Regions from separate parts of the Mus musculus genome. Here region 2 is linked to region 1. Evidence: chromatin contacts called from public promoter capture Hi-C data. All regions are on one chromosome and are shown on one strand. Each heading gives the region's core, a stretch centred on a gene start, on an enhancer-like site or on the middle of the called end of the contact. The rest is flanking DNA. Distances are from core to core; before and after follow the strand shown. Region 1 overlaps Top1 (topoisomerase (DNA) I). Region 2 overlaps Zhx3 (zinc fingers and homeoboxes 3).

The links. Capture Hi-C pulls out chosen DNA fragments and counts their contacts.
Region 2: a promoter capture Hi-C map of liver shows a contact between it and region 1. The contact joins two enhancer-like sites. A contact is called at or near these places in 16 of 39 promoter capture datasets (the C10 cell line, the HPC-7 cell line, cranial neural crest and 11 more), 6 of 484 Hi-C or Micro-C datasets (CD8 T cells, cranial neural crest, embryonic stem cells and 1 more), 1 of 115 datasets of contacts at active chromatin or transcription factors (microglia) and 3 of 9 other capture datasets (adipose tissue, liver and pancreatic islet).

What each region holds. Positions count from the first base shown.
Region 1 is chr2:160,712,270-160,716,577 of GRCm38.p6, reverse strand. It overlaps Top1 (topoisomerase (DNA) I), which reads right to left. Exons shown (of 21, transcript NM_009408.2): 14 at 3,790-3,933; 15 at 2,312-2,497; 16 at 1,464-1,532; 17 at 751-865. Among named protein-coding and RNA genes, the nearest start is that of Gm52567, 16 kb to the left of the region's middle. Within about 2 kb of position 1,392, at least 15 of the 459 cell types and tissues checked have an H3K27ac peak or open chromatin away from gene starts, as enhancers often do. A contact at or near this core is called in liver, where this site is marked.
Region 2 is chr2:160,857,517-160,862,009 of GRCm38.p6, reverse strand. All of the region lies in intron 1 of Zhx3 (zinc fingers and homeoboxes 3), which reads left to right. Among named protein-coding and RNA genes, the nearest start is that of Zhx3, 13 kb to the left of the region's middle. Within about 2 kb of position 1,544, at least 23 of the 459 cell types and tissues checked have an H3K27ac peak or open chromatin away from gene starts, as enhancers often do. A contact at or near this core is called in liver, where this site is marked.

The sequences.
Region 1 (4,308 bases), core at 143-2,642:
TCTTTTTTGTGGAGGGGTAGGAGTGGGGATGGGGTGTTCTTTTAAGACAGGGTCCTTGAACTTGCTCTATAGACCAGGCTAGCTTCAAACTCAAGAGATTTGTTTGCCTCTGCTTCCAAGTGCTGGGCTGCCACCAACACATCCAGGCTTTTTAGCCACTGTTTAAACCAATCCTAATTACTGATCTCCAGCATACCATCTCTGGCTCGTCTAAGAGCATTTGATACATTTATAGAAGGCAGTGGAAATTCAAGTGGCAGGAGCAGAAGGGTTGCCTACAGCCTCAGCTGTGGGTAGGCTGAAGCAGAAGGTTCACTAGCTTGGATCACATGATGAATGTGCCCAGCCTTTAGCTACAGTGTGAGAGTTTGTTTTAAATGGAGAGGAAAAGAAGTTCTAAGGTCCCAGAGGTAATTATTACATACTATTATGAAGACCAAAAAGAAAAAAAGAAAAAGATTTACTACTACATTTTTCTGGTAACCATGACAACTCTATTCTCCCCAATTTAACACCACTGCCTATACCCTCTGAGCTTGTAAGTAACACAGATAAAACATAAAAATTTTTAGACCAGATGCAAAGCTCTTGTTAGTATTCTATGAGATTAATCTAGAGTTTGCAGCAGCAGTGGGAAGAAAGGCCTTGGTTTTGCTTAGACAGCAAAGCCTCTTCAAGAGGTTGGCGGGAAAGAATGAAGAGAAGGAAACTGGCACCATCCCAAGGACAACCATACAGAGTATTACTTACGGGCTGTGAGCTCTTTAAGCTGCTGCTGTAGTGTGATGGAGGCATTGTAGGTACGGAACACCTTGGCAGTCAAGCCCTCCATGAGATCCTGAAGATGTTTATTTAGAATACCAGTCTGCATTAAACACGACAACAAAGAGGATATTGGAACTGAGGTAAACACCAAATCACCCTTTCCCTTACAGTGAATACTAGGAGTCCTTGTGCCAGTGCTGCCACCATCCTGCCAGTTACTGTCCTGTCCTTCACAGAGGAAGTTAGCAAAGAGGGAAAATAATTCCAGAATACAGGAAGGATTGCATAGTGCCTTTCTATAAAGTACTTTAATCTTAAGTTCAAGACAACAAATTTTTTCTTTCTTATAAATATCTCTCCCAGTAAAGAAAGCAAGTGAAAGCCTTAGGTCTGTAGCAAAGGCAGCTGGGCGTCTCATGAAAGCATGAAAGGATGAAAGGAAGAGGGAAGATCCATGGAAAGCTCAGCTCCCTCTGCCTTGCAGCTTTGGTAGGAATCCACAGCACCACCCACAGGGTGGGAGGAGGGAGGGTCTGCTGCTGGTTACAGATGACTGAGTGCCCCAAGGGAGGAGGGATATGTAGAATGTCACTGGACAATCTAGACTGAATGGACAGTCCAAATACCCTTTGACAACTCTTGACCCCAGGAGCTTGAGATTGCCTTGGACTTTAGCCTAGTGTCCTGTGTTTACTCACATTAAGTCGATCAAAAAGATCGTCCTCAGGCTGCTTGTTCTCCATAAACAGTTGTAAGTTTTTAAAAACCTAAAACAAGTCCAATTATTATTTTAAAATTTTTTAGAAATAATTTCAAACTCACAATAACTTTCAAAAAAGAGAAAAGGTAGAAAGACAACCTATATATATTATACCCAAATTCTTGTTCTGCATGTGTAAATTTACATAAATACCTAAGTATCAGTTCTCAGCCATTTGTGGTATATATTGTAACTCAAATAGGATGTTTGTTAGCATCAAACATCCTGGCATCTACTTCCTAAGAACAAAAACACTCCCTTATAGCCAACCTATGCTTACCCTAGTTACTCGATTGAACTGGCACCCACTGTTATCGAATGGGCGAAAGTAGTAGGTACCTATGTCTATCTCATGGGTCTACAGAGATGAGCTCAGAGACTGAGAACTGAAAGATTACCATTTTATTCAGTTGGGGCTTGGACTGGGGCTAAGAAAAACCACAAGATAACAAGTGATCAGCAGATGCTGTGATGCTTAAATCACTAAAGCGGCTGTGTTCAATCTTAACATTGAGTTTGCTATAAAGGCTAACTCTCTGCAGACTCTGTTATAAACTGCTTCCAGAGATGGCCACAGGTTCCCAGCAATGTAGCAGAGGTTGCAGGGCAGGCATGAAATGAGGCACACCATATACCAAATATTATCTCTTTTCTTTCTTTGAGATCAATTTTACTAGAGCTCATCAAAATGCAGAACATGCAAAAGCCCTCAAAAAATATTTGCTGAATAAACAAACATGTAAAAAGAGCAAGCTAGAGAAAGAAGCACAGGCCACATGAACTTACTCGTTTCTCAACTGGGACTTTGTTATAGTATCTGATTGAGTCCTTCCCAGGAAAGTCAAATTCCACCACATACTCCTGACCATCCAATTCTGGGTGTAAATTGATGTGTTCCACTCTAAGTGAACAGCAGCCCACAGTGTCTGCCGTCTCTCCTTCTTCCTTCTCATTGCCTGCTCTCAGAGCAAGCTGTGCAAGAAAGGGAACAGAGTTGTTCAGAAAGAGATGAGTGAAGAAACATAGACCACATATAATCTCAATGACACTCTAAACCAGAAGCCCCCAATTTTGTAGATGGAATGAACATCAGTCTACATAACTTAGAAACTCAACTCATAAGAAAGTCACAGGGCTAGAGAGATGGCTCAGCTGTTAAGAGCCCAGCAACCACATGGTAACTTGCAACCATCTGTAATAAGATCTGACATCCTCTTCAGGTCTGAAGACAGCTACAGTGTACTTAAATATAGTAACAAATAAAAGAGTAAGAGAGAGAGAGAGAGAGAGAGAGAGACAGAGAGAGAAAGGGAGAGAAGGAGGAGGAGGAGGAGGAGGAGGGAGGGAGGGAGAGAGGGAGGTAAGAAGGGAAGGAGGGAAGGAAGGTAGGTAGGTAGGTAGGTAGGTAGGTAGGTCAGTCACAGAATACCCAGAGACCCAAGTTTCTCTACTCCATCCTTAGAGTAGAGATAGAAGAAGAAAAAAATTAAAACAAGGCAACAAATGAGACCATATTTTCATGAGAACAGTCAGATTAAAAACTTATCAATTTTGTGTGAATTCAGAATTTGGGCTAAAATTTAAGTGTAAAATGAAGAAAAAAATCTGAGCACTAAAAAAACTATCTTTCAAACTGCAATTATCATAAATCACACTTTTTTAAGAATTGTATAGGTTATAATTGTCATTTTCTAAAAGAATGAAATGAGAAATAACCACCAGAATTCAATGCTACTAGTTAACCAGTGGTTTGTGCAACTTTCGATTTAATTTCACATAAATAAAACTGTTATGTTGGATTTTGACATAAAGTAAGTACTTTTGCAGATTATGGTCAAAAATCTTGAGCATCACAGTTATTAAAAAAACAAACAGCCGGGCAGTGGTGGCACACGCCTTTAATCCCAGCACTTGGGAGGCAGAGGCAGGAAGATTTCTGAGTTTGAGCCCAGCCTCGTCTACAAAGTGAGTTCCAGGACAGCCAGGGCTACACAGAGAAACCTTGTCTCGAAAAACCAAAAACAAGCAAACAAACAAACTAACTAATAATGTTCAGTTTATGCAGATCCTCTTGTTATAGAGACTGCTCAATAGCCAACATACTGTACATGCCTCTTTCTTTGTATCCACATCTACTCTTCCTACTTAAGTAAATTTGGATTATAAGTCACACAGCAGATATACATTCCTGATCCCTATACTGTAGACATTCCCTATACCTGTAAACAGAACTGTCCAATGTGGATAAAGGAACATGTCCCCACCTTATCAATGAAGTACAGTGCTACAGCTCTCTGACGAACTTTCATCTCTTTGGACTTCCAGTCTTCCCGATACTGATTTCGGATCTTGTCCACACACTTCTTCAGACGCCGCGCAGTCTCATACTTCTGCCAGTCTTTCTCACCCTGCAGTGGAGCAACACATTGAATATTTAGAGCTCTGAACCCCAAAACAGGAACCTGATTTTAACCAAAGCTGGAAAAGCATAGAACTGAAGAGAAAGTCTGGGGCATGTAACATGACAAGAATACTTGCTATTCTACTGACTCCGTCCTGTATAATTGCTAAGAAAGCTTTCCTATCTAAAAAATGGTTCCCACTCTTGTGAGATCCACCAAGCATGCCCCCAAACTGACTTCTGTCAACATAAAGGATGTAAGCATCTCCATTGCTTCAGAAGCACCACAGCCTTGCTGTGGAATGCATGCTCCAGTTCTCTGCTAGCACTGAATTCCATTAAATTCAAGACAGCCATAGCGGTTTCAGGGACCTATCAAAGA
Region 2 (4,493 bases), core at 295-2,794, 150 kb before region 1:
AGCTTCTCCATTTACTAGTGACTTGCTCCTCTGAGTCATTTTCATTCCTAATCCATTTATAACCCTTTGTAATAATAGTAAGAGAGGATGATGAGTGTTAAATTAGAAACTTTAGTTTAACAAGAAACTTTATTTTAAAATTTCTTGATGAAGATTAGTAAACCATAGAGGCTGTGTCATTAGGCTATTCCTAATCCTTACTCCAAGCTCTTATATAAATTTTCTTCTTTACTACTGTATCCTCTGCTTTCACTCAGATGCTTAAACTCAGCTTATATGAGTAGAGAAGCTCTAGTTTATATAATAGACAATGCTACTGAGACCTCAGTGACCAAGAATAATAGACATTTTTGTGCTCATTTATAATACAAATAGTGTGGAAGAGGAGACCCAGTCCTATGAATACCTGCTGGTTTTAAATCATGGTTTCCTAAGTTGTCCCTGGGTGTCAGTGGTCAACAGCATGAGGGAAGAGACTGATAATGAATGAATGAATGAATATATATCGAGGAGGCTTTTTTGTACCAGACTTAGGATGGGAGCTGGTGAGTTAATTCAAAGAAGAAAAGATTAAAAAGGAGCATGTACTGGGTAGGAAGTGAGTTTGGTTGTTTATACAGAGTTGTGAAAGGACTCCAGGAAGAGTCAGGCAGGACCTGTATGGTGCCAAGACAGAATGAAGGGGTCCTTCTGTCTGGATAGCTAGAGATTGAGAAGGGTGGAGAGCCTTAGACTAGCTCCTGGTGAAGGCAAGTGGTTGCCAAGGTCAGGAGAGACAGGAGAACTAGGGTGTTCCCATACCTTCTGAAGTAACTTTCCTAATAGCTCTGGAGACAGACGTTGTAGCTCTTTAAAGACCACACAACAGGCAATGGAGAGAAATAAGTTAAGTCTGTAGTGCTGAGAACTAGGAAAATCTTACCTGGATGATTAGACAACTGAGGCCACAGATGAAATGGCTGGCAGAGAACCCCTGGGCATGGGGTAGAGGAAGATCTTTGTAGATGACTCCCCTTAGGCTGCTACAGTTGGGGTGGGAGAGTAAGAAAATAGAAGCATTTCTAGGAGGAAGCAGCAGTTTGAGCAAGTGTGGTCCAAGATTGAAAAGAGCTAGGTAGGAGGGAGAGCCTAGATCATCCAAGAACTTACAGGCTTGTCAAGGAGTTGAGACTTACTCCAAGGGCAGCAGGAAGCCATTATACACTTTGAGTGATGGGTAAAATTATCTCAATTTATATTTTGAAAAGACCATCCCATCCAGCCGTTGTATGAAGATTGGGTGGAGAGGAAGCCAGCATATGATTTCAATGTAGTAGATAAGGTAAGAAGAAGAATTCAAAAAGGTTAGTCTAGAGCTCAAATCAGTGGTCATGGGTGGAAAATAAAATTTGATCCTATGTTTCCTGTTAGCTCAATCTGTTCTAAGCCAAGCTTCCTGTGGGTAGCCTTATCCATGGCCTCTACTTCCTCACCTCCTGTGGTTCAGCCCTCTATGCTCTAGCTCTGTAACTCCCTGAAATGTCTCAGGCACCACCCAGGGTCCTTTGTGGTTTGCTAGTCCAGGTCATTCACTCTTGCCTAGCTTCATACTGTAATCAGTTCCAGCCTAGACCTGCTTTCCCCTTTAATGCTTCTATTTTTTTGGCCTTCAGGCCTGTGACCTCTTCCAGGTCCTAAGTTTTCAGACCAGTCCTGAAATGAAGGCATTCTTGAGATTTCTAAACCTGAATTTCCTGGATTTAGCTGTGTTCCTTTTTTTTTTTTTTTTTTTAAATGAACCTTCTCTTTCTTCATCAAGCCCTCCCAGCTTTATCTCAGGTGCCCCCACTGAAGCGTTCCCTGACCCCTCTGGCCATGTAAGGTACCACTCCCTGTTTTCAATTCTCATGGATAATAAACTGGATACTCACAGTAGCACTTAGCACAGTGTTTACTTAGTTGTCTGCACAGTTAATAGTACATGAAAGATAGGATTTACAACAAAATGTTTCCTGATCTAGGCCAAAGATTGCTTTCTACATTTTAGGTGAAAGCCACACTTCATTATGACGATGTCTGTTCCTAATTGCATGGCCTTTTATAGACCATTTCTCACCAACTCTGAAGGCTGGAGTTTGGATATAATATCTTCTGTCAACAGAAGAAATTAGTTTAATTTGGAATAATCAGAAATTGTCCTCATATTCTGAAAGGAACAAAAAGACTTAAAAATCTTAATCATTTCAAAAGAACTTATAAAGACTGTACTTCTTACTGGCATCTCTGCTGCCTTACTCATGCTCCAGAATCTTTATGTGCGCCTTGTACTTTGTGATTTCACAGTTCTGGGTTTGACCTTACAATTGCCTCCATGGTGATGGGCACTAATGTTCTGTGCTGAATTGTGTTACCCATGGAAAGCCACAAACAGGCTGGATGAAAGATGAGTTTCTTCCTTTTCTGTCCTTGTCTCCTGCCAACTAGCTCATTGTGGTGAGGGAAAGAGAGGAGATGAACAGAGATGGTGCTGTGTCAGTTAGTGCACAATCCAACATTTTGCAAGGTCAGTAAGGTTTGATTGGCTAATGTCAATAAACTCTCATGTCTCTCTACTCTTCTGAATTTCCCCTTTTTGTCTTTTACTTCTAAAGCCAATCTGTCTTTTTTCACAGGTAGAACAAATAAAATACAAATAAATATTGAATCACTTTCTCTCTAGTAAATATATAAACACATACACATACATATATACTTATATTTAATGTTTTATTTTCTAAACAGAAAATAAAGCAGTCCTTAGCATCATTACTCAAAATAATGCAGCAACTTATACTTTGGCTTGATTTTTTTTTTTTTTTTAAATTTACAGGGTTGCTAGAATACCTCTCAAATGGAGTAAGATTCCCTCTGTAAATGATATAGTGGGCAAACTCAGAGCACTCCTCTCTTGAGTGTTTGTTGTGTTTGCTGATGAGAACTGGCACATATGCTCCATTTATTACCACTTGTATTTCTTTCTTTCATCTAAAGTAGACATTAGGATTATAGACACTTGGGAAGTGACCGTAGAGTTTTCAGTATGCCCACTGGTAGTATGCTGAGAGCTCCCTTTTTGTAAGACCTCTGTTAGCTCAAGAATATTTTTCCTTAAAGGAAACCAGTCTCTTAACTCAGGAACTTTGATTTACCTACTTGGCATAGCAAACCTATCAACCATCTGCAGCCATCTAGATAGTAAAGTTGTATCTTTTACCCTCCAGTCTCTTCACACTCTAAATCCCTAGTCTCTTCAGGATGCAACCTTCCTTCTTATCTGTACACTGTAATCCTAAAAATCCTACAAGATTGTTCCAAAACTTCTGCTCTCTCCCCTCATCAAACTCCTGTCAATATAGATTTCCAAGTGTTTATTTAGAGAATTTTTTAAATTGCATTTATTTTGTGGATGTGTGTAAATGCATGCATGCAAACACAGTGGTGCGTATGTGGAGGCCTGGGAATAATTTGGAGGAGTTGATCCTTTCCTTCCTGAATGTGGGTTCTGGGGGTAGAATTTAAGTCATCAGACTTGGGACAAATGTTTTTATCTGTTCAGCCATTTTGCTGGCCAGGACTGTTTTTATCTCAGGAGTTTTAACTGGGAAGTTCCCTGTTGTGTTTTGTTATATTTGGTAATATTGTGATATAATTACCTTTAAAAGAAAATAAATGTTTTAAATTTGGGGGGAGAAGGGAAAATGCCAGTAAGCTGTGGAATTCTAGCTAGAACTCATTTACACACATCACTTGACTCTGATGACAAGAACCAGTTTGTTACAGATATTACTAGTGCCATGCAGTAGTCCTGTGTTAATAATAATACCATTCAGGGGTAATGTTACTGACCTCATTTTAGTAAAGAAAAAATAGAAGCATAGAAAGTTTGAGACTGCAGCATTGTTCACAGACAACAAACTCTCCGTGCCTCCCCACTACCTTGTCAACACCTTTCTTTGTTCAGCTTTCTTTTCTTGTGCTTCATACATTGTTTAGCTTTCTGGTCTCCACAATTGGAATGTGATTTTAAAAAGAATTGGCTGATTCTTGTCAACTCACCAAGACATCTAGAGGAACAGCATACACATGGTCAGTGCTGACAGAGAGTGGAGGCCCTTGGTGTGCTCTGTCTTTAGTCCCAGTAAAAAGAGGTCAAACCTCTCTTTTTCAGTCCTGAGAGTCTAGAGTCGCTCCAGGCTTCATAAGCCTATCTTAAACCGGACAAAGTCTCATGGATTGTAGAGGGCTAAAGCCAAACTAGGGAAAGTGTTTCCTTCTCTTGACACCAAATAGCACACTGTGCATAGGATTTTATTGGAATCTTGAAAAGAAATGTAGACATTCTCAACTCAGGACAGTTCCAGGAGAGGTTACTTAAACAAATGTAGGTTGGCTGTAGAGGAAACCATAGGAATATTATATTAACTCTAAGGTATGGTAATGGAAGAGCTGTTACTATCCTCTCTGCAAAGGAATGT